Linked DNA regions of Sus scrofa: regions 2 and 3 are each linked to region 1. A link is a contact called in public Hi-C and HiChIP or PLAC-seq data. All regions are on one chromosome and are shown on one strand. Each heading gives the region's core, a stretch centred on a gene start, on an enhancer-like site or on the middle of the called end of the contact. The rest is flanking DNA. Distances are from core to core; before and after follow the strand shown.

Evidence for each region. Hi-C and Micro-C count contacts between places; a contact is called where the count stands out from the background. HiChIP or PLAC-seq counts read pairs in DNA pulled down with a chosen protein or histone mark.
Region 2: a contact with region 1 is called in a Hi-C map of skeletal muscle, with 3 times the contacts expected there. The contact joins two enhancer-like sites. A contact is called at or near these places in 7 of 47 Hi-C or Micro-C datasets (alveolar macrophages, embryonic fibroblasts, fibroblasts and 3 more) and 1 of 2 datasets of contacts at active chromatin or transcription factors (skeletal muscle).
Region 3: an H3K27ac HiChIP or PLAC-seq map of skeletal muscle shows a contact between it and region 1. The contact joins two enhancer-like sites. A contact is called at or near these places in 6 of 47 Hi-C or Micro-C datasets (alveolar macrophages, embryonic fibroblasts, heart right ventricle and 3 more) and 1 of 2 datasets of contacts at active chromatin or transcription factors (skeletal muscle).

The regions. Positions count from the first base shown.
Region 1 is chr3:28,993,434-28,998,229 of Sscrofa11.1, reverse strand. The region is part of intron 11 of MKL2 (MKL/myocardin-like protein 2); the gene reads left to right. Among named protein-coding and RNA genes, the nearest start is that of TRNAT-CGU, 62 kb to the right of the region's middle. Within about 2 kb of position 1,864, at least 2 of the 83 cell types and tissues checked have an H3K27ac peak or open chromatin away from gene starts, as enhancers often do. A contact at or near this core is called in skeletal muscle, where this site is marked.
Region 2 is chr3:28,658,233-28,663,028 of Sscrofa11.1, reverse strand. It overlaps PARN (poly(A)-specific ribonuclease PARN), which reads right to left. Exons shown (of 24, transcript XM_021086564.1): 15 at 3,419-3,461; 16 at 1,794-1,869. Among named protein-coding and RNA genes, the nearest start is that of PARN, 44 kb to the right of the region's middle. Within about 2 kb of position 2,023, at least 15 of the 83 cell types and tissues checked have an H3K27ac peak or open chromatin away from gene starts, as enhancers often do. A contact at or near this core is called in skeletal muscle, where this site is marked.
Region 3 is chr3:29,259,640-29,264,435 of Sscrofa11.1, reverse strand. It overlaps LOC106509690 (a long non-coding RNA gene), which reads left to right. Exons shown (of 4, transcript XR_002342411.1): 1 at 1-3,033; 2 at 4,250-4,344. Among named protein-coding and RNA genes, the nearest start is that of MKL2, 22 kb to the right of the region's middle. Within about 2 kb of position 2,300, at least 47 of the 83 cell types and tissues checked have an H3K27ac peak or open chromatin away from gene starts, as enhancers often do. A contact at or near this core is called in skeletal muscle, where this site is marked.

The DNA.
Region 1 (4,796 bases), core at 615-3,114:
TTATTGTCATCAAAGCTCATTCAGTGTCTGAAGTCAACACAGTGAGAATAGCCCACATTCCAGTCCATTTTTTGTCCTCCCAAGCAGGTTCTGAACTTTTCAAGTTAGAAATGACTTTGCACAGTTACTCATCCAGGAAAGATTTGCCTGCTATTTACTTGAATAGTCTTAGTTAGGTGCTATGAGAAAAACATAAGTATAAACCTGGATAAACAGTTTAAAAAAAAAAAAAAAAAAGATGAGCGTGAAAGTTGGAGTGGTCAGGAAAGCTTTACGAAAAGGGTAGGATATTTAAATGGGAAACGGCCTGAAACTTGAGGAGGACCGGAGTGCCTGTCGTGGCTCATCAGAAACTAATCTGACTGGTATCCATGAGGACATGGATTCGATCCCTGGCCTCGCTCAGTGGGTTAAGGATCTGGCGTTGCCGTGAGCTGTGGTGTAGGTCACAGACAAGTCTCGGATCTGGTGTTGCTGTGGTGTAGGCCAGTGGCTACAGCTCCAATTTGACCCTTAGCCTGGGAACCTCCATATGCTGTGGGTGTGGCCCTAAAAAAACAAGCAAAACTTGGGGCGGACCCTCGCAAGCCAAGGGGAATGATCTCGGTACGAGTACAGAGGAGGGTAGAGTAAACAATGCCTGTTTATTGGATGGTGAGGAAAATGGTCTGAAAAAAACGTGATTCGTTTTTAGGAAGAGTGGAAGACATTTGAGCAGAGCCAATGTTGAGAGAAACGTGAAGTTAGGAAAACTTTAATCTTCATGTGGTAGGTGTTTCAGAGGGCCATAGTGACATGGTAAAATCGAAATTCAACAAAGAATAGTTTGGCACCAGTCTGGAAGGTGGGTCTGGAAATAGGAAAACTAGACTTAGAAGCTTTGTGATGAAGTAGATGCGAGAAGATGAACAGGCACTGATAATGGAAAGGAAGGCATGGGTGATAGAAGCTTCAGAAGATCATAAAAGGTCTCGGCGACCAGCAACCACGGGGAAGGAACACGTTCCCCAGTTCTGAGCCCAGTCAGGAGGGACAGAAGGGAGTGGGTTCTGACACATCCCGAGACTGAATTCATAGCAGGACATCTTACCTTATTGAAACAGTAAAGGGAATTTCTAGATATACATCCTCAGTACCTTTTTCTGGGAAACAAAGATAAAAATGCAAAGGTTCTGTCCTTCGTTTCATTCATTTTTCAGGAAAAAAAGCATCCTTACCTTGGAGAAAAGAAACTCTAGAAAACAATCCAAAATCTCATACCAAGGAAAAATTATACTCTGTGGTCCATCCACTCAGTTTATGATGGGTAGAAACCGTCCTTTTGTTTTCTACACGTAGGCCAAGCATTCCTCCCTGGAGAGCCCCTATTTTCTAAGAGTAGAAATGGATTAAGACTTCCTGAAAAGCTTCTCTGCACAAAATATACCCTCATATGCTTATAATTATCGATTCACTTTTTTCTTTTTAAGATCCAAATATCTCAAGGAAGATTAGACCTATTAGTCATTCAGACCTTCCTGTGAAGTACTTAAATCTAAAACATCAGGGCACAGAGATGAAGAAAGAAAGAATTTTTGTAGTATGTTATTATTTTAAGAGCAAGCAGGCCTGAGAGGGCTGTTGACGTTGGAAGGGACCCAGGGAAGGCCAGAGCGCTGGACGAGTATCAAAGGCAGACCACCGCTGCTTCCAGCTTCGTCCGGGACCCAGGGAGGCAGCCCCCTCGCCCCCCCCCCCGACCCCGCTGGGCCCCAGTAAGGAGACCCACAGTGGGGTTCATGTGTAGGTGCCACTCGTGGCACCCCAAGTGTGTGCTCATCCTCCTCTTCACAGCGACTCTAGGACGAGCTGCTGTCATTGACCCCATTTCCAGATAAGGAAACTGCGAACTCAGCATCTCACCAAGGATTTTTTGGCATTGTCTGTCTGTCTATGAAAGTCTTTTCTGTCATGCAAGAAACTGTCTGTGTGAGGCTGGCTTGTAAATAGGCAGGAAACATCTGAGGTACAAGGTACCCAGACTCGAAGGTGCCTTGTCTTTCCATCATAAGGCTCCAATTCCCTGGCCCCCTCAAACATTGCCACCACTGAAGTGACTGGGCCAGCTGGCCCCGGAAAGCACTGAACAAAAAGACCCAGGAACTAGGAAGGGAGATCACTCTTTTTTATGTCTTATGTCACCACACGAAGGTGGAACGTCAGTTTTGTTTAAATTCCAGGTCCTAAAAATGGAGCTGTTTCAAACACGTTGTTTCTTTTTTCACACTTCAATACAAAAAACTGAGTGTGGGAGTCCTGCCGCGGCCAGAGTCCTGGAATTTGACTGATAAGAAAGCCCTCGGACATCTCAGAAGGAGCAAGAACCCGCAGAGCTGGAGCTTCTGTCCCAGCGGGTCACACACGGGTGGCAGGAGGGTCCCAGCGGGTCCCTGGACTGGGGGATCCTCATCTGCCTTCATCAGGCGCTCGCCTCCTGTGTTTTCTCTGTTAGATTGGGGGGGGGTGGAGATAGATCAGCTTATTTCTGGTATTTTAAAAGTTGAAATTAAACACTGTAGCGTTAATCATAGCAACAAACAGCATCGTGCAGAATCTCAACTAAAAAGACAGCATGAACAGAGTAATTGTGCATTCTCAAGAAGAGAGTATCATTCACAAGGGTGCAAAAGGTGATTGAGGGGAATTTTACACTTTTTAAATCCCCCCCCCCAATTTTTTGGCTGCACCCACGATCCCATGGAAGTTCCTGGGCCAGGGATCGAATCCAAGCCAGAGCTGAGACCCACACTACTGCTGCAGCAACACTGGATCATTAACTCACTGCACCACAGCGGGAACTCCTACATTTTTTATTTAATGAAGTACAGGCATATGTATAGTACCTAGATATGCAATAACCTATGGCATTAACATTTCATAGAGTAATTAGGAAAAAAACTGTCTTAAAAGGCTTCTTGGGATTATAATAAATACAAGGATGAGAGACTATGATTAAAATGTTTTCATAATTCTGAAGTAAGACTTGGAGTTCCCGTTGTGGCTCAGCAGGTTAAGAACCTGACGTAGTCTCCATGAGGATGTGGGTTTGATCCTTGGCCTCGCTCAGTGGATTAAGGATCCAGCATCACTGCAAGCTGCGGCACTGGTCGTAGATTCGGCTTATATCTCGTGTGGCTGTGGCGGTGGCATAGGCTGGCACCTGCAGCTCTGGCTATCCCTCCTGGCCTGGGAACTTCTGTATGTGGCAGGTGCAGCTGAAGACTTGAATTTTTAGAAAGGAAAATAGTGATGCATTTTATTTTATTTTATTTTTTTATTTTTTTGTCTTTTTGTCTTTTGTCTGTTGTTGTTGTTGCTATTTCTTGGGCCGCTCCCACGGCATATGGAGATTCCCAGGCTAGGGGTTGAATCGGAGCTGTAGCCACCGGCCTACGCCAGAGCCACAGCAACTCGGGATCCGAGCCGCGTCTGCAACCTACACCACAGCTCGAGGCAACGCCAGATCGTTAACCCACTGAGCAAGGGCAGGGACCGAACCCGCAACCTCATGGTTCCTAGTCTGATTCGTTAACCACTGCGCCACGACGGGAACTCCAGTGATGCATTTTAAAATATTTTTCCTTTCATCCGAACTTCAAGAAACTTCATTTTAAATACTTCAAGTATTTAATTTCAGTTAAACTCAGGCAGTTTTTAAAAGACTCAAATGCACATCAAGAGTTAGCTGTTGACAAGGCCAGAAATGGCTTCAAACACAGGCTTCCCAGGGAAAGCTCATCCAGCCACAGACCTCGACCCAAAGGCACCATCACCTGAGACCCCTCTTTCAGAACATGGGATTCGTAGTGGCTTTGGCTGCAGTGGAGTTGGCTGTACAGTATCAAACACCCAGAAAAGGGAATGCCATTGTGGCCAAGACTATTACCATCAGAAGACGTTGGCAGCACCTGGCTTCAGTGTGGAAAGGAGTTTAGGGAAATTAATAAAAACACAGATTCACCAACATTTTTAAAGTAAACTTTTAAAAATGTAGTGTAAGTTAAAGAAGTCCATAAATCATAAGTGAAAATTGATACCAAAGTGACCGTACCCACCCCACCCCCACCCCCCGTCACTGCCAAAATCAAGAAATGGAACTCTCGGGTCCATCCTCACTACTTTGCATCCTTGCTCAGTGACTATCCCGACTTCTGCCCTTTAGTTTAGTTCCGGCCAGCAGTATGTTTGTCTTTGTTGGTGCAGACGGCAGCAGTTGGTTTTCATTGTGGTCTAGTGTCCTGTAATGGATCCGCCCATCACACCCTCGACGGGCATTTGGTTGCTTCTGGTTGGGGCTGTGATAAAAGATGCCGTGGTAACATCTTCTACCCTGCAAGTCTCTGTCAAGTGTTGATCTAGAAGCGGAGTCGTTGTATCAGAGGATGGACGTGGGTGTTTCTGTTGTAGATACCACACACACTTCTCCATCGTGGTCGTACCTCCTCGCGCATCAGCGAGCTGCGCGTGAGCTGGGGCTGTGCCAGGTGCTGCACCGGGTGCTCGTTGGTGTCGGTCTCACGCGTTACGGCAGCACTTCTGCCGGGTGTGCAGAGCTCTTTGGTGGTGGTTTTCATTTTTGTTTTCCTCACACCCGATGAGGTTAAGGATTTGGTCACATAGTTTTCAACCATCTGGATATACTTTCTTGTGACTGGCTTGTTCATGGTTTCCCCATTGGGTTTTTATTTTTCTTACTAGTTTGCAAAAGCTTTCGTGTACATTCTGGACGAGGCTTTTGTCAGAGATAAGTGTTACCA
Region 2 (4,796 bases), core at 774-3,273, 340 kb after region 1:
CTACCTATGTCTTAATTCTCTCCCCGCAGGACACTGAGATAACAGAGTCACCGAAAACGAGGGCTTTGGTCCCGACCAGAGAAATGCCTCCGTTACATTATCAAAGACTCAGCCACTGTCCCCCTCGCTGCACTGATGGTGCTGCCGACAAGCACGCACCACTTGCACTATGACCATGACTCCTCTTCTGACTCTGGACTAATGACTAAATAGCATGGCCTCTGGCGTCCCACTGCCTGGGTTGGAATCTTGGCCCCACCGCTTATTTTCCCGGGGAGCCTGGCCTCTGGGCCTCCGTTCTGGTAGAGTGGAGATGGAGAATCACGGCTCCCTCATGAGGCCTTTGTGAGGCTCCCATGAGCTCATGGAAGGAAAGCTCTGACACAGTGCTTGGTACCCAGTAAACGCCCCGTAGGTAACCTTCCCCCAAAGCAAAGGTCTCCGATCGATATCGGCTCCACTCAGTACTGGCCTCTGCTAGGTCTCCAAGCTCACAGATCTAAAGATGAAAGCACAACTCTGTCCGAAAATAGATCAAAACTCGCTGTCATGCTGCCCTTGGAACATGGGGCCACTTCAGAGGAGAGCCCGTTTTAAAACAGGCTTCTTCGGTCACATGCATAGACACAGATGCCGAAAGAATGAGGTCTAAGAGAAACCTGCTTTAGAGTAAACCCTCTGCCGGAATAGTACATGGAAATGACAGGATAAAACTGTAACTCATAAATAATTATTTCCGAGAACCACTGTGGAGGTGAATATCAAAAAGGTTACAACAGGATGAAAAGCATGAGTGGAAACTAATACTGAAAAGGCTGTCACTGTTTTTACATCAATACAATGCTCTTTGAGCAAGAATTCTTTAACCTCCGTAAGTATCAAGTATTAGATTTTAAGCTTTATAAAAGTATTTTAACATGAAGGCCAATTAAGTCCTATCCTCTCTCACCAGCTGGACCACATATTTCCCAGATCCACTAGTGCCATTGTGTCGTTATAGAAAAGGTCCAGGTGTCCCCACTAACCCACTACCAGCCCCCACCCCCTCTTCTTACTCCTTTTTTGGACTATTCCAGAAAGGGAAGCAAAGAACTGTAACCTTGGCTGCTTGAGTACCTTCTGCAGTCAATTTCTGAAGCTTTAGTCCTATGATCAATGTCTTGGGAAGTTTGTAGGCTACAGCTGGTGGAACGTGAGTCACCGTATCAGCAGCATAACTACGCTAGGAGGAAGCAAGGCAAGCACAGCTGGAAGGGTCACCAACTGCCTGGGTAGGGGCCGTGGCCAGACTTGGCAAAACACCTCTGCCCTCAAAGAACATTTCTCCTTATTCTGGTTTTCCTCTCGTCATCGGTTCTGCACCTAAGCCAGCTCCTTCCTCATCAGCAAACCCTGTTCTTGGGCTTTCCAGAGACAAAAAGTTTATTTTCATCCTACCCCTGGCAATTAATCACCAACTCTTTGTCTCCACTTAAACAATGCACCATAAAAAAGAAAGACACTGAGTTTGGGGAGTATTCCAAGCATTAGGAAATAAAAGTCCTGAGGCTTTAATTGCTAAACTTCTCCACGAACAGGCCCCAATCCTACTCACAGAAAACAGATGCAGGATTAGAAGACTGCCTTTACTCCGAAAACAGTAACTCAACACAGGGCACGGGCAAGTTGTTTGAGGGAAAAAAAGTCTATAAATATACACAGTTTCTAGAACGGTTTCAACATTTCTTCTACAACAGACACCCGTAATTAGCACCAAGAGTTTGGGGCTCTTCAGGATCATTTTATCTCCTTACCAACTTTAGGAGGGTTGAAAGGCGTCTCTTTTAACCGCTTTTCCAATTCTGCGAGGGACGTGTTGTTAATGATATCCTACAAACCAGTAACAGAGAATGATGAGCCGGCATCGTCTCAGGGAAGCACATATTAAAGAGATTCAATGAGCGTCAGGACAAAAAACCAAAGCATCCAGCACTGCCCCCTTGTGTTCCCTAGAGAAACACAGGAGCGGTTATTCAAAGTGAAAGAGAAACAGCACATTTAATTTCAAGCATATGGAGGGTAGATCCGTACGAAAGGTTTTTTACTGATGTGTTAAAGATCTACAGTCCTTTAGCCAGAGAGCTATACGGCTCTGGCATTCATTTCACTCAGTTATATAAAGTCACTTCAGAAGCAGCAACTGATTATACTTTGACCTGAATTCCCTTGATTAGAAAATATATCCAACATATATAAAATAAGGAAAAGAAATGAAGAAATGTATGCATGTGTAATCTACTCAAAAATATATTATACATTTTTTTTTTTAAAGGGCCACACCTGAGGCATATGGAAGTTCCCAGGCCAGGGGTTGAATCAGAGCTATAGCCGCCAGCCTACACCACAGCCACAGCAATGTGGGATTCAAGCTGCATCTGTGACCTATAGCTCATGGCAATGCCGAATCCTTAACCCAATGAGTGAGGCCAGGGATTAAACCCACATCCTCATGGATAGAAGTCAGGATTGCATCCACTGAGCCACGGCGGGAACTCCCAAAAATACATTATATATTTTAATATTAAAAATTGAGGAGTTCCCGTCGTGGTGCAGTGGTTGGTGAATCTGGCTGGGAACCATGAGGTTGAGGGTTCGATCCCTGGCCTTGCTCAGTGGGTTGAGGATCCAGGTTGCCGTGAGCTGCGGTGTAGGTCGCAGACACCAGACACGGCTCGGCTCGGATCCTGCATTGCTGTGGCTCTGGTGTAGACTGGCGGCTACAGCTCTGATTCAATCCCTAGCCGGGGAACCTCCATATGCCGCAGGAGAGGCCCTAGAAAAGGCAAAAAGACCAAAAAAAAAAAAAAAATTAAAAATTGACATTCGGAAAGAATAAAGGAGAAAAAAAAAAACATAATTCCACCACCCAAAGACAATTGCTTTGTTTTTTGTTTGTTTGTTTGTTTTCTTTTCTAGGGCTGCACCCTCGCGGCATATGGAGGTTCCCAGGCTAGGGGTCGAATCGGAACTGTAGCCACCAGCCTTTGCTAGAGCCACAGCAACGTGGGATCCAAGCCACGTCTGCGACCTACACCACAGTTCACGCAACACCGGATCCTTAACCCACTAAGCAAGGCCAGGGATGGAACTGCAACCTCACGGTTCCTAGCCAGATTCGTTAACCACTGAGCCACGACAGGAACTCCGACAACTGCTATTCATATTTTGATATATTTATTTCTAGTCTTTTCTCAGGTTCTTTTTTCCATTTTTGTTCTTTTTTTGTTTGTTTGTTTGTTTTTTTTTTGGATGTATCTGAAAATGACATTTAAGTAGACCAGAATTCCACAGCTCTTTGTGGCAATTCAGAAAATTTCTAAATATAGCATAAGCAGTGTTGATAAGCCGACAACGGCAACAGTTCAAAATTTAAAAATACCTTAAAAGGTTGTGTGCTGGCCATCAGTTTCGTATCCAAGAGTCTAAAAACAAAAGAATTTTTAAAAGGTAAACAGAATGGCGAGCAATTTCCAAATGTCCTTCACACAAATGAACAGGCTATTGTCTTCGAAGTGGACCAGGGAATGAAGCACGCGAGCTGTCCTGACCAGCGCTGGCATCTGCTGCGTGAGGCTGAGGACGGGTCCCCACCAGGAACTCCTTCCAGAGGCCGTGGGAAAGGCCACACCCAGGGCACAAGCTCTAGACGCGCCTGCACCCTGACAGCGCAGGGGCTGCGTGACCTCAAGCCTAAGTTAAACATCCTCACGTGCTGCCACACAAGGCACACACTGCGGCGGGCCTAACACTCCCAAGCTCTTAGCATCTCCTACCGCAACCCAGATTCGTACAGCATCATTTCTTGGAGGGTCAGAATCTGCATTGGGCAGTTCTATCCTATCGAGTTATTTCTGACTATTCTGATTCAGAGACTGGGTTACTAAAAAAGAGAGAGAGAGATTAATAGGAAAACGGTTTCTTTCCACTCAAATGTGAGCACTGCAGATAACAGGATGGAAAGAGCCCGGCTGAAAGAGCACCTGTCCACCATCCGTCTTCAGATGGGTTCTTGCACACGGACCCTTGCCCTGTGGGTCCCACGTGGCTGCCGTGTGACCTGTCGGAACAGCGATACTAACTGTGGAAAACACTAACGGGTGAAGGCGCTGACTTACAGTTGAGGAAAACACATTCTCTAGCCAGACACTTCTTGACCAACTAGAGATACTTTCCAGTGCACATACTCAACTATATGCAACTTTATATCCAACTGTTGCCAATGTGTAACTGAACACCCTGGACCAGACACTTCGCTGTGACAGGTTCACCTGACACACAAGAAAGTCAACAGGCAACTCGAGAAGACCTCACCGGGATGTGGGATAAGGAAAAAAGCAGCTGCCTGTCCATTTTCACCCTCAGTTCAAACCCCGATTTTTACGTGTTTTTTTTTTACGGGGGGGGGGGTGTCTTTTTAGGGTCACACTGCACGCAGCATATGGAAGGTCCCAGGCCAGGGGTCAAATCGGAGCTGTAGCCACCTGGCCTATAACCACAGCCACAGCAATGCCAGATTCAAGCTGCATCTGTGACCTACACCACACCTTGTGGCAACGCCAGATCCTTAACCCACTGAGCAAGGCCAGGGATTGAACCTGCGTCCTCATGGATACCAGTCAGATTCATTTCCACTGAGCCACTATGGGAACTCCTGATTTTTAGGTTTTAATGACAAAGCCAATCATTAGCTGTAAAAGCAAACTTTCTCCAAGGTGGAGTATAAAGCCATTTCCCAGCTGACATGAACTAGATCATTG
Region 3 (4,796 bases), core at 1,051-3,550, 270 kb before region 1:
GAATTTCAGATATTCCGAAGGATCCTTTTGCATGAAGATATTTCTGCATCAAAAGAACAGTGCTCCCCGAGGGCCTGGGAGGCAGGTAAACAAAATCAACTTGTGGTTTAAACAAGGGAATTTCCTAGGATTCATGAAAATAGTGAATAAACAGGGTCTGATGAAACGGTGACAGGGTATATCTGAGATGATATTTGGGGACACTTTTAATTAGGACCTCCAGAATTTGGTGTCAATGAGAGGAGAGGTTTGCTCCCATGAACAGCTTGTTTCTGGGAAGGGTGACACCCAGCCGCAGCTGGGGGAAGAAGAAAGCTCAGTAGAACAAGGGAAGCGTGACTGGGCAGGTTTGTTTTTGGCAAAAGGCATTTATTGCATAAGGCGGAGGGCCCCCTCTGGATCTGATGCTGTACCAGTCCACGCCAGCAAGGACGTTCAGTCGTGCAGCAAAGAGAAGTCCAACAAAGAACATGAGCAAGTAAGGTCTTAAAAACACCTCTAGAGAGGGATCAGTGCGGCAGGGCTCAGAGAATGAAGTCATATCCAGGGCTAGGGGCAGGGCTGGCCTCAAAGAGAACGTAGGATTCAAGATGAGACTGAAAGCACAGCTAGGATTTCATCAGACAGAGATGCAGATGATGCACTGACGTCCAAGCACAGAGCACAAGCAAAGAAACAGATGGGAAACAGAATGGTGTTTCAAGAAAGTCGTGAACAGCAGAGTGGGAACAAGACACGGGGGGCATAGTGTAGGAGTCTCCCAAGTGCTAGGCTTGAGGAGTTTGTTCTTATTTCAGTAGAAAAAGGAACATTGGAGTAAGGGAAGGACGTGACCAAGAAGGCTGTTTTAAGACTTGGGTCTGGCAGTAGTAAGTTTGCAATGGAAAGGAACTAAGATCGGTTGAGCACTTAGATATTTCACATATGTTACCCCCATTAAATCCTCACACCCTGAAAGAGGGATGACACCTGCTTTACAGATGAGGAGATGAAGCCTCGGAGGGATCAAGAAATTAAAGTCACCGTGGACATAAAGGGCAGAGATGGGACCCCAACTCCAAAGCCGCCTTCCTTTCTACCATACCTTGCTACCTGGGGGGAAGGGCTGCAGGTGAAAAGACCATTTCAGAAACTGTCATTAACAATCTAAGCAACAGGTGGTTTTGGCCAAAACTCAGATGGTATAGCTTTGGGAATGGAAAGGACATAAACTGAAGAAGCATCAAAGGACAGTCTAGGGAATGCGGCAAGGAAATTACATGCCTAGGAAGAATCTGAATAACACCTCGCCTTGAAGCCTCAGGAGACAAGGAAGCCATTAACAGAAACAAAGAGTCTGGAGAAAGACTGTGCAGGCAAGGCTCAGCTCACTTAGGATCGAGTTTTGCGAGAGCCATGGTCAGGCAGTCTCAACCGAAGAGGTGGCAGACCTCTGCTGGGAAGTGAGAATTGAAGACAAAAAATAAATGAGCAAATATGAAACAGGACTTTAGAAAATGCCTACATTTAGGAGGTGAGATGATAGAGGATACATTCTAAAAAGAAGATTCTGGATCATGCCGCCACCAGAATCAAAAGCAGGGGAGAATTTCAAGGCAGTGACCCACAGGGTCAGGAGTTGAGCAGCAGGAACGCTGGTGGCCTCAGTTTGCAACACGGCAGGGGAGCTCTGGGTGTCCAGGATGGTGGTTGCAGGGAGCCTGGGGCACACGCCAGACTGAGGCACCGAGGAATCCTTAGGATTGCGAGACTGGGCAAGCCTTAGGCCAAGGTGATCAGAAGGAAGGCGCCAGGACCCAGTGAGAGAAGGAAGATGCAGGAGAGAGAACAGGTAATGAATGGAACCAAAACCCAGGGCTGAGGTCCTGGGGATGGAGGGAGAAAAGAGTGCTTTCCCTTTTTTTCCTTTCACACCTACAGAAAACCTGTTATACTGATTTGGCTCTTCTTACAAATCAGCATTTATTGTGCTATGTACCCCTAACTTGGAACGGAACTAGCAAACCACGATAAGTAACAATGAGCCCTTTTCTGGTCTATTTTAAGGACAAATGCTGCTGTTTGGCGATGGGATCTGCTCGTGTTTAAACTAGAAGCGGGGGGCGGGGGGAGCAGAACCCCTCTCTAACCTGGCTGGATAGTTTTATTACTATTTAAAGCATCCCTTTCAGCGATTTAGGAAACATTAATGCGTGCTGGCTAATGTCGGCTGGAAACCGAAAGTCTGACAGCAGCTCTCAGCCAATCCTGAGATTTGGTGAGGATTTTTATTTTGGTCGTCCTGAGCCTACTGTAACTGGGGCGGCTGAGTTGCTATGGTGATTTGTTCTCCAAACAGAGGGCTTTGCCGCAGTACCTTGAAACAGCAGATCAATCTACTTTATGTTGACTTGATCATGATATTAATTCTAGTTGAAACCTCCCCCAGGCTCCCATCAGGACTTGTACGCAGGAATTTTAAATCCGGGTCCAAGAGGCATCGTCTTTTTAAAGCCAGGCCCTCACAATTCCTGCCCCCGAGACTGCAGGCTCACAGTCAAAAGCTCCGGGGTCAGGGGTGGGGGGGACTGCAGTTGGAGGAAGGTTCATCATTGAAGCAATTATGTGCTTAATCGCTGCAGCGTGGGCACCGGCTGCAAGTTGTGACTCATTCCCCACTCTGTCACTAATAATTGGGGGCGGTGGACAGGATGCACAGAAAACTCAGCTGCTTTTTCCCGAGTTCCTCTTGCAAATCTGGAAGTCGCTGAGATCCGTCCTTGAAGCAGGGGAGAAAGGCCGACCTCAGCTCCACGACGTGGCCCTGCCTGTCTCCACCGGTAGGGGGCCCCATTGAGTCACCGGACTCTATAAGGATGACTGCACTTTGAATGGGGGTGTAGCTGCCTCTGGGTCTTGCCCAACGGTGACGCGGGAGAGGAAAAAAAAAAAAAAAAAGGAGCTGCCTGATTTCCAGCGTGACTCATTATAAACAAACGGAGGACAGATTGACTGCCTCTTATCAGAGCCTGAGTATGAGCCCCAGGACTGAGGGTGAGTCATACTGGAAGTCCCGTCTTTTGTTGGTCAGAGGGATTGTTCTCCCTGCGGAAGGGGTGGATTTGCTGAGTGGGGGATGGGGGTGCTAAGGGATCACTTCAATACCATCAGTGACCCCAAGGTGAGCCCTGGGCTCCTAGTGAGATCCAATTCCCTCAAAACCAAAAAAGTTTCCAAACTGAAGATAAAAACTGGCCATACCCACAAGAAAACTCATTTGGAGTTCATGGAATGTCCGGAATCTTGCATTGATGGTGTCACAACATACACATATGCCAGTTATCATCAAAGTATACATTTTAAGTACTGCTGTGTGTTGTATGTAAATTACACTGCAAAGTTTTTGGTCTTTTGGGGGGGGGGCACACCATGCAGAATTTCCTAGATCAGGGATAGAACATCACCACAGCAGTGACAACACTGGATCCTTAACAGCTAAGCCACCAGGGATTTTTAAGAAATACAGTTTGGTGAGGGGGAAAAAAACCTGGCCAACCCATTTTTATGGTGGTTTACCCTGAAGCTCTGCGTACACTCCCTCACTGCCCCATCCATACCCATCTATTGCCTTGTATTTGGGTGCAAACCCCGAGGGTACACACCTGAAGCGATCATGAAGTCATACCATCTAAGGCTGGTGTGCTGATCCCACACGCCCAGAGTGTGTGTAATAGGTGAGTTATTTATTTTCACTGACCCAAGACGGGGGATCAGTAAAGCCTAGGTTGGCAAAAGATTTGAAAGGAGGCAGACGCTGGGTAGCAAAGGCAAAAAGAAGGACCTTGCATGTACCTGCCCCCACCCGCTGCTCCCAGCAGCCTCGAGACTGGAGACGCCATGTGTTTACGCCCCAGGTACCTTCCTTCTCATTTCAGCAAATACAAGTCAGGTCAAGCCCACAGCGAAACTGCAGGAGCTTTGGCGATGGGCGGTGCCCATAGAGCCCGCACACGTGAAATGACTTAACACTCGGACCCCAGCAAACCCGCAAGCAAGTTAATTTAGGGGGAAGTGAACACGTGTGCTTAGGTGGCCAAAAAGAAGGAGCGGTTTGGCAGGAGGGGCTCATCAAGAGTCACCATGAAGGGAAGAGCAGCCCAGATGCTTGTAGATGTAAACGACCTCAGTTGGGGAAATATGAATATGTGTTTCTGCGTGGACTAGCCCAGGATCTTCTTCTGAAAAGTATGTGATGTTTTTCTCCTTCCAGATAACATGCCCCGTTGTGAGCAGGAAAAGTCACTTTTCCTTCCTCTTGCTATAGAGTCTCTTGCTAATTCCAGCTTCTGGCTGATAACCTTATGGGTAAGGTCTTAATTATTTCTTTCATTGTCCCATATGCCTGTTCCTGCTGCTGTCTGTTGGTGAATGAATTCAACGGACACAACAAAATGATTTGGGAAATTTGTCATCACTATGAGAGAGGGTCATTAATGTAGGAGAGCTTTGTCTTAATCACCCAGTCTCTCTATCACTAAATCTGTGTGTGTGTGTGTGTGTGCGCGCGCACGTGTGCTATTTTCTGACTCGCTGGATTCTGTAAATATTTCGAAGGTGTGTCTTTGCCACAGCAGCTGATCTCACATGTAATGACTGTGTCCTTAATATCCAAAGACAGTCCCAAATTTCAACTGTTCTTCTGACATACCCCTGAAAACATATTCATACTTTTTAGATCTTTTTTTGCTATACAGGCATACCTTGGAGATATTGCGGGTTTGGTTCTAGACCATCTTAATAAAGCAAATATCATAATA